2 separate regions of the Manis pentadactyla genome follow, and region 1 is linked to region 2. The links are chromatin contacts, called in public Hi-C maps. All regions are on one chromosome and are shown on one strand. The core of a region is the stretch at or near the end of the contact, and the rest is flanking DNA. Distances in the headings are between cores, read along the strand shown. Region 1 holds the start of NDUFAF2 (NADH:ubiquinone oxidoreductase complex assembly factor 2). Region 2 holds the start of ZSWIM6 (zinc finger SWIM-type containing 6).

Region 1 (4,431 bases), core at 578-3,077, 330 kb after region 2:
CTTAGCAATAAGAAGAAACAACTACTGACACATGGATCAATCTCCACTGCATTATGCTATATGAAATAAGCTAGATTCAAAAGACTACACCCTGTGTAATTCTTTTTAAATGACGTTCTGGAAAAGGCCAAACTATAGGGCCATAAAACAGACCAGTTGTTGCCAAGGGCTTGTATGGAGTGAGGGAATGAACACTGAGGGTTAGTAGGAAATTTCTGGGGTGATAGAACTGTATCTTGATTATGTGATAGTTACATGACTCTAGCCTTTGTCAAAAATCATACAACCATACACCAAAAAGGGCGATTATTACTGCAAGTAAAGGATACATCAATAAAAAAAAGTCAGTCTGATGTTCTGTACATTTTTTAACAGTACTGACATCTTATGGAAGCAAAACACCTTTCCCTTGCAATCTGTCAAGAAATACTTCACCACCATGCCAAGTTCTTTGTGGACTTTTTAAAAAAGATATATTCCCTGCCCTGACAGAGTATATAAGTTCATTAGGGAAACAAGCCTAAGATATTAAAATAAGTTACTTTATTTTATTTATTTTGCTTAGAAAAAGGCTAAGCAAAACAATTTTGAGTGATAAATCATCCAATGCACTTTGTGCTCTACCAGAAAGGAAGGAAGGACTCATTCCCTTTGTCAAGAGATACAGGGAATGAATGGAAAACAATTTTGGAAATATTTTAGGCCCGCTCGATATAATTGCTATCATCATCCCCTCTAACTTTTAAGTGAGGAGACTGAGACTGGGGAAGGATATTTTGTCCATGATCCCTCAGCTATTAGGTGTCAGTGCTGAAATTCTTATACAAGACTTTCTCACCCCAAAGCCTGAGATCCTTTGCATCCCAGTGATGGAACAACAGAGAAGAGGTTATGAAGGCTGCTACCTGGTGTGATTTTAACGGAGAAGAACACCCCTTAGCTCCCTAAACTCCACTATTTCGCATGAAACCTACACAGAAGCACAACGGTTAAGAGCCACCAATCTTAAAGTGAGTTCAACGGGTCTTGGAGTGTGAACTCATGGTAAAGGTTAACATGGAGCCCTGTGGGGATCTCCTTTCCATGGTCAATGTGCACGGACCTACTTCTGACCAGTTTTGGTTGTGAGGAAGGTGATGCGAGAGGCCAGCACCTGAGTTACTTAGGTAAGAGGTAAACAATTAGAAAGGAAAGCGGAGGCGCTCCAGTTACACCTCTTCAATTACACCCCTCGGCCTGGTCGCAAGGGGGCAAAGGAGGAAGAAAGCCATTTGCCGCTCCTCCCGAGGGCCTTTGGTAGATCTCGTGGACTTGTCCCCGTCCAGTCGCCCAGCGGCAAGGACCTGCCGGGGCGCCCTCCGCGCGGGAGGACAGGTGTGCGGGCTCGCGCTGGCGCGACCGGGCGAAGCGGACCACGGCGCAGCGGCACAGGGCCGGGCACAGGGAGTGCGGGGCCGCGCGCGGAGGCGCTCCGGGACAGGCGCCAGAGTGAACGGGTTTCCCCTCGTGTGACATCTTGTGTGTCGCACGTTGCGCTCGTTCCCGAGGCGCTCTCACTTTCCCCTCTTACTGACCGCGCAACCGCTGCCCTCACTCTCCCCTCACCTCTCCAGTTCTTGTACTCCGGGATATAGTAGTATTTGTTACCGAACCGGTCTGTGCCCACCTGCTTCTTCACTTCCTTTGACAGCGATCTGCGCAGGGCGCGGAAAACACTCTGAACCCAAGCCATGCGCTCTGCGTACTGCGAGGGGCAGTGGGACCCGCTGGGACCCCTGCAGCAACGCCCCAGCCGCCGACTCCGCCCGCGACCGCCTCCCCGCCCGCCCTCCAGTAACGGCGCCCACAACTGGCCGGAGGGCATCGCCGCCCGACCAACGGGAGGCTACGCTGTTGGACCCGCCTCCGAGCTGTCATGGCGGCGTGCCACGGCCCGTTCTCTGTGACGGAACGGTATGCTGGGGTTTCTGTCGGCGCGGCAAGCGGGCCTGGACGAACCTCTTCGCCTCCGTAGAGCAGTGTCCACACGGAGGTAAAGGAATTTAACTCTTCTCTCTAACAGGCCACTTTAAATCCGGTCCATTCTCTGTATTAGCCCGGTTTCACACTTTCCCGCTTCATTGTCACTTTCCTCCCACCAAACTCGGCTTTACTTTCTCTTCTGCTCCGTGGCCTGAGAAAATAAAGTACCTTTCTGTAACTCCGGGGGGAAAATCCTGGGGCGAAATACCTTTCAGGGAGAAATAAAGTGGAAGAAACCCCTTTATTTCTTACAAGCAGCCCACATCTAACCCTCCCGTGTCTCTGGCTACTCGGCTGTAGGAGAAGAGGCACCACCCAACCTCTTGTCCAGATAAGCCCTCGCTCGCCCTAATAATTACATATTGATACGGAGGTTGACTACTTCTCCCCACCCGATGGAAACAACTATTTTGTGTAGATGCACTAAAGCCAGGAAAGAGTTTCTGGATATATTGCAATTTTACCCACAGCCCACCCCTCCAAAAATTTCGCCTCACAATCTACTTGCTCCCCATCTTCCACAATGGCCCCTGTGCCAGAAAACTGGAGCACTGTAACCAGGCTAATAACATACAATAGCAACAGCAATAAAATCATGATAATCCTCAAGCCAAAGGAATCTGCTAAATTCAAAATCCATAACTCGCCCATTCTACAGGCAGTCAGTAGCTGAACCAGTAGGAAGTTGACAGCAATGATCAAGGGGCAGCTGCAGCCAAGCGGTGGGTCCAGGACACAAGGACTGTAGAAGAAAATAAGCTTAAGGACGACAAGATACATGTTTTAATGACATCAGCATAGGCAAATCTTGTCCATCAGGTAGGACATGCAAGAGAGTGGTCCTGTGATAGGACAGTGGCAGGAATGGAATCTCATCTAGTATACCAGACTTTCACCCCCCTCTCTGTGGGAGTTACAGATGGGTCAATATATAGGACTACAGGAGGTACATGCACTAGCCATAAAGTTAAAACAAAACTTCCCCATAAGATGTTTTACCTCCGGGATGTTTTTGGTACACTACCATTATCTTAGGGGGCCACTCAGCTTCCAGGTTTTTTCCCCAAGGTGCCAGAAGGGCCAGCCATCGCTGGTCCATGTGTCAAAATGTCCAGGGCCACATCCACTCAATAGAGTCTCCAGGGTTTAATGCAGTTGGGGCTGGCAGCAGGATGTTGCTCTGCTGGCCATATCCTGGCTTCAATAAATCCTCTTTGGTTTGCACATACAGTTGTACAGGAGAGGCAGCAATGTGTGTCAGCATGTCCACAGGGCTCAAGGCTCCTTTCTGGGGCTTCTCATTCATACGCCTTAGCACTGTCCATAAACGAACTGACCAGCCCCATTAGACTATTGGTATCCGACTCTAGGCCAGATTTCAACAAACCATTGTTCCTCTTTATCATGCCTGTTCGGTAGGGTTATATGGCACATGAAACTTCCACTTTATTCCTATTTGCTGCAACTATTCCTGTAACGCATGTCCAGGAAAGCGGGTGCCTTGATCACTCTCAGTCATCTGCAGCCAGCCATAGGCTGCAAAGAGAATCTCTAGGCCCCTTTTGGTGGTTTGCTGATCTGCATGACGTGAAGGAAAAGCAACCAACAGTTTGGTAGCTGTGTCCACACAAGTCATGGCATACTGATACCCTTCTGATATGGGCAGAGGCCCAATATAGTCTATCTGCCACCTGATGAGGGGCATTGGCCCCTTTACTATTTTCCCATGTTGCTGTGGGACTCACTGTAAGTCCCTCTTAGAGCACACAAGGCTCTCCTTCCGCGTTCAACAGCAAGCCCCACTGATGTGCTACAGCCCACATTGTCTTTGCCCCCTGTGCAACAAATGCTGATGTAACCATTGGACTATATCAGAAGCAGGCTTTCCTTCTAACCAATGCACCTGGGACAATGTGTGTCTGCTTTATCATTCCTAGGGGATGCCAAAGGCAAATGGCCAGTCACATGATAATATGGTAACTGTCTTAGTTTGACTAGAGGTCCATAGTTCTTGCCACAACCCTTGCCCTCAAAGGGGCCGGTGACCAACCATCTAGTTGTCATGGTACCATGTAGGTAGCCACAGGGTCAAGCCCCGATAGATGGCCCAGCTGTCAGTGCAGACAACTATAGAGGAAGGCTCCTGGGTGATCACGTGCCATACTTCCCACAACTCAGCCCATTGGCTGCTCTTCCCCTCTCCATCCTCCATCCATATTATCTCAGTCTTAGGATAGAAAGCCACAGCCCTCCACTTCAGGGACTCCCTATGACTAGAGCCGTCTGTATACCTGACTCTTCAGATATAAGGACTTTCCCTACTGAGAAGGACTCTTACCTACCAATGGCTCAAAAGCAAGTTCTTCCTGCTCCCCACTGGTATACACCACTGGCCCCAATAAGCATTGG
Region 2 (4,407 bases), core at 1,044-3,543:
CCCACTGGACTCCCAAAAAGAAGGACAAAAGGAACTACGCAAAGAAAAGATTAAAAATCAGACAGTGATGCTTCCAAACCTCTCCCCATTCATTAGGTACCATGTTCACCACCAGAATTTTAAACAGACAGCAATATGGGAGGGGAGCTGAAAACATGGTATTTGCAATCAGGAGTAAAATATGGGGAGAGGAGAGTTTCCCTATAGCATTGTCCTTTTCAGTCCAGCTCAAACATCCTCATCACTACGGCTGAAAAAGATACCTGGCCGAAAAAAACATTGGGGGATGGGGGTGGAGGGAAGACAGGGAAAGCTTTGAAACTCGGCATTTAAGAAAACTCCCCTGGTCTGTCAGAGGAAGCAGGGCTGTGCAGCTTTAAATCAAAAGTCCTTCGCTCGCCTTTGTCAAATACCTTCTACTTTACAAGCCCTGAAAAGAAATAAAGACACTCTTTTGTTTGGTTTCCCCTTTTCGGAGGGTGACAGAAAACTGAAAGGGCACAAATAAACCTGAAAATGAGAACAAAGTGCGGGTCGTGCCCGGCTGCCAGGCGGCCGCCGGCTGTGAGCGCAAAGCCCGCGACTGCTCACCGCGGCTCGCACCGGGCAGGACCACCGATCCGCCCGACGCAAGCCTAATTCAGGCAGCAAGGAGCCCCCGGCACCGCCGCGCCCAACAGGAAAGGGAAGCGCGAGCCGCTGCTTCCCGGACTCACGCCCTTTAATTCGGGGACATCCTCGGGGGTTGAGGTCAATCAGGAGAAGGGGCCCAGCCCGACGCGCTGCTCCGAGAGGAGGCAGACGCGGGGGAAACACACTTAAATGCCGGGGCGGCTGGCGGAGCTCGCCTGGGCCAGACCAGACCAGACGCCGCAGCGACCCCGGAGCGCCGCGGCCGCCAGCCCGTCGTCGAAGCCCAAAAAGCGGCCGCCGAGGGCCATTAAAATGTATTCCCCTACCCTCAAATCGAGGGGGCGGGAGCGGAGAAGAGGAGAAAGAAAGAGGAGCGAGCAAGAGACGAGAGGAGAGAAAAGGCAGAGCGCCGAGCGCGGCCCGGCCGCCGGCTCGGCCCCGGCCGGCATTGTCTGTGCGGCCCGCGCCCCCTCCCCCGCCCCGCACGGCACGGCCCCGCCACACACACCCTCCGCCGGAGCCGGCCGGCCGCCCGTGCCTTTGTCCACATCCACTCCTCCGAGGCGGCGAGCTGCCCTCCAGGACGTGCCCCCTGGAGGAGGGTGGGGAGCCCGACTCCGACCCTGCCGACCCCACGGCGGGGCGCGTCCTGCTGATTCATTTCCCACTCGCGCTGGCCCGTCCGGGGAGAAGGGGGGCGGGGACGGGCGGGAGGGAAATGGGCTCTCCGGAGCACCGTCCTGGCCGGTGTGGACGCGCGCCGAGCTGAGGGGCTCCCCGGAGGAATGGAGGAGGACACCCCCGAGCCCCCGAGGGACTGACGGACGGACCACCCCGCAGTTGCCGGTGACTCACCGACTTGCAGAACGTTGTCGACGCAGCCGCTCTCCAGCAGCGCGATACCCCGGCGGAAGGGCAGCCGTGTCTCGTCGCCGCCGTCCGCCGCCCCGGCAGCCCCCACCGACGGGGTCCCGGCCCCTGCGGCGGCGGCGGCAGCAGCGGCGGCGGCGGCCGAGGTGGCGGCCGGCGAGGACGAGGAGCCGCCGCCGCCGCCGCCGCCTCCGCCGCCCGCGCCGCCGGGGCCGCCGCTGTCGTCTCCGGGGCCGCCCGCGGCGCCGCCGCCGGTGTTGAAGGAAGAGTACATGCAGATCTCCCGCTCGCTGCGGGGGAAGGACCAATAGACGATGCGGCGCTGCACCGGCTCCGGGATGCGCTCGAAGCGCTCCTCCACGCGCTGGAACGGCCACTTCTCGGCCACCTTGCGCGCCGCGATGTCCAGCAGCGACTCGGGGCTCTGGGTCTTACCCGGCGGCAGCAGCCCCAGCGCCGCGCCGCCCCCGCACGCCGCCGCAGCTGCACCTCCAGCTCGCGGGCCCGGCCGACAGATAGAGCTATAGCCACCACCCGCTCCTGCGCCGCCGCTGCCGCCGCCGCCGCCGCCGCCGCCGCCGCCCGGCCGGCAGCAGAGTCGTTTCGCGGGAGGAGGCTGCTGTCCGCGCTCCGCCATGACCGCGCCGCTTCTAACCCGACAGCGGAAGTGCCAGGACCCTATAAACGGCACAAGGAAGCGCGACACGTACACGCTGCCGCGACGCCACGCTGCCATCTAGGGCCCGCCGCTCCTTTTACGGGCACAAAAGGTGGGGCCTTTTCCGTGACGCAAAAGCTAAGGCGGGGCACCGATAGGGGAAACCTAGGGCCAGAGGCGGAGTCTATGCAAATCGCTGGGCTGTAACATAAATAGAGCACTCGGCGGACACAGGGGTAGGCGGAGGCGGTGGGTTTGGATGCCCGAAGGGTTGTGAGAATGTCAGGCTGCTGTGACGCGGGGAGGCGGGGCTCAGGCGGGGTTCCCGCGGGAGGGGGGCCGCCGGGCCGGGCCGAAGGTGGGTGGGTCTCTGCGCCCCCCTGCCTCCTCGACTTCCCTCTCCAATTCCCGTTCTCCTTTTGATGTCCTGCAAGTGAGGACGCGCCTTTCGGGTCGTAGCGCGAGGGAAGGGGAAATGGGAGAAGAGCCAAGGGAGGGGTCCGGGCTAAGTAGGGGGCGGGGCCCGCGGGCCTATGCCCCACCCCCCGTCAGAGCCTGCCCGCCGGGGAAAAGCCTTTGGGCGAAGGAGGCGCTTTCAAAACAAAGAAATGCGGCGTGGAACCCGGGGGACGGTGGTGGAGAGGAAGGCGGAGGAGGTGCGGCCGAAGCCGCCCGGCCTCCGGCTTCCCCTCCAGCCAGCCCGGGGGAACTCTCTCCACCCCCAGCTGGGGCTGCGGCGGCGAGGAGAGGGAGGAGGCTGGGCTCGGAGGCTGTTTTCCAGTTCACTTATGCAGACCCGGGTGAGGGAGGCGAGCGTCTGCTCCACTGCCCCTCGTGGCTGCGGCGCACCCAGCCCTGAATCCCGCGTACGCTCTCTCCCGGCGGCCGGGCCGGGGGCCGAGACAACCAAAGTGTCCGCAAACGCGTAGAGCGCTCCGAACCTGGCCCGCAGCTGTGGGACACGCGTCCGGAGCTGGCCACAGCCTTTCCGCCCTCGCGGTCCCTGAGCCCCGCGGGCGAGGAAGCCGGCCCACTCGTTGACGCGGAGCTAGGGAACTTGAACCGGCTCTCGTCACGGCCGCGCCGCCGATACCCCAGTCCAGGCCCGGGGTGCGATTGATCGGGGCGGAGGGTCCACCTGGGCAGTGCATTTTACAAACACACCTTTGTGAGTACTCACGCCACGGGAGCGCGCGCACAGCCCAGCCGGCGGCGGACGGCGGCTGAGCGCGCCCGGTGCCCACTTAGGTCTGCGACCCGGCTTGGCCCCGGACGCCCTGCTGCGGGGAGCCACTGCGAGCGTTCTCTGCAGCCTCGGCAGCTCCCGAACGGCCCATCGTCCGGCAGAAAGGCAGCGCGGGGGGGCAGGCAAGCCTGAGTGAACGAAGAGTGCAGCTCGCTGGTGCGAAGGCGTCGGCGAAGGTAAAGCGAGTCCCATGCTAAATGAACAGGCAGCCCTGTGGACATGGTTCTTCGCACTACACAGAGCTTGGTCAAATCTGGGTTCAAGCCTCGGACTTAATTACTACGTGAGAGTTGTCCTTACTCTTTACCCCACCTACTGTTTTTACTGTAAAACGTGTTACTGATACTGTCGCTATTGTGAAAGATAAGCCCTAGCTGTATCTGCTTTGACACTTTCGCATCTCTTAAGGTTATTGGCTGGTGCCCACCTGCCTGCAATCGTTGCCTGGATTTAACTTAAAGGGATAGAACGCTTCCCAGGTTTAAAATAGCCCACTCAGGACTGAGGAGCGGGAAACCTCGAGCTCCAGGTCTTGGCTCTTTCCCTCGTCAGACCTTACCAAGCCCCAGACTGTAGGTAGGTCCTAGGGGAAGAGACGCTGGCACACTTTCCATAGCTGCCTTGCTTGTTAGGAAAATTTTGGTGACATTATGTTTTTGTATATCCGTCTGGTGTTTTTCTGGGCATCTCCTCAATGCTTAGGAAAAGGCCTGAGGAGAAAACTGGAAGAATATGTGGGCAAATGGGATGGGACAGCTCTTTCCTCCAGTTCCATTTCTGAACCTCTTAAAAAATAATAATGTTTATATTTTTTTAAACATAGTAATAAAAGAAAGAAAAGTAAAATACAATATGGGCTTTATTCTGTACTCAAGTACACTCATGATAGGACTTAGGCTTGTATAATAGCGTGTAGATTACCAAGCATTTCATACATACAGGCACTGGAAAATACACACAGGATTGCTAAACTGGAAAGTTAAAGATGACAAAACAGGTG

The links. A called contact is a pair of places that touch in the nucleus more often than the background predicts.
Region 1: a Hi-C map of fibroblasts shows a contact between it and region 2, with 2.9 times the contacts expected there. The contact joins the promoter of NDUFAF2 here to the promoter of ZSWIM6 in region 2. A contact is called at or near these places in 2 of 3 Hi-C or Micro-C datasets (fibroblasts and skin fibroblasts).

Annotation. Positions count from the first base shown.
Region 1 is chr2:95,230,651-95,235,081 of mManPen7.hap1, forward strand. NDUFAF2 (NADH:ubiquinone oxidoreductase complex assembly factor 2) reads right to left here and starts at 1,828. Exons shown (of 4, transcript XM_036901810.2): 1 at 1,606-1,828. The coding sequence starts at 1,732. It overlaps ERCC8 (ERCC excision repair 8, CSA ubiquitin ligase complex subunit), which reads left to right and starts at 1,876. Exons shown (of 11, transcript XM_057494946.1): 1 at 1,876-2,032. The coding sequence starts at 1,956. All of the region lies in intron 1 of LOC130681673 (a long non-coding RNA gene), which reads left to right.
Region 2 is chr2:94,903,484-94,907,890 of mManPen7.hap1, forward strand. It overlaps ZSWIM6 (zinc finger SWIM-type containing 6), which reads right to left and starts at 2,294. Exons shown (of 14, transcript XM_057494931.1): 1 at 1,489-2,294. The coding sequence starts at 2,239.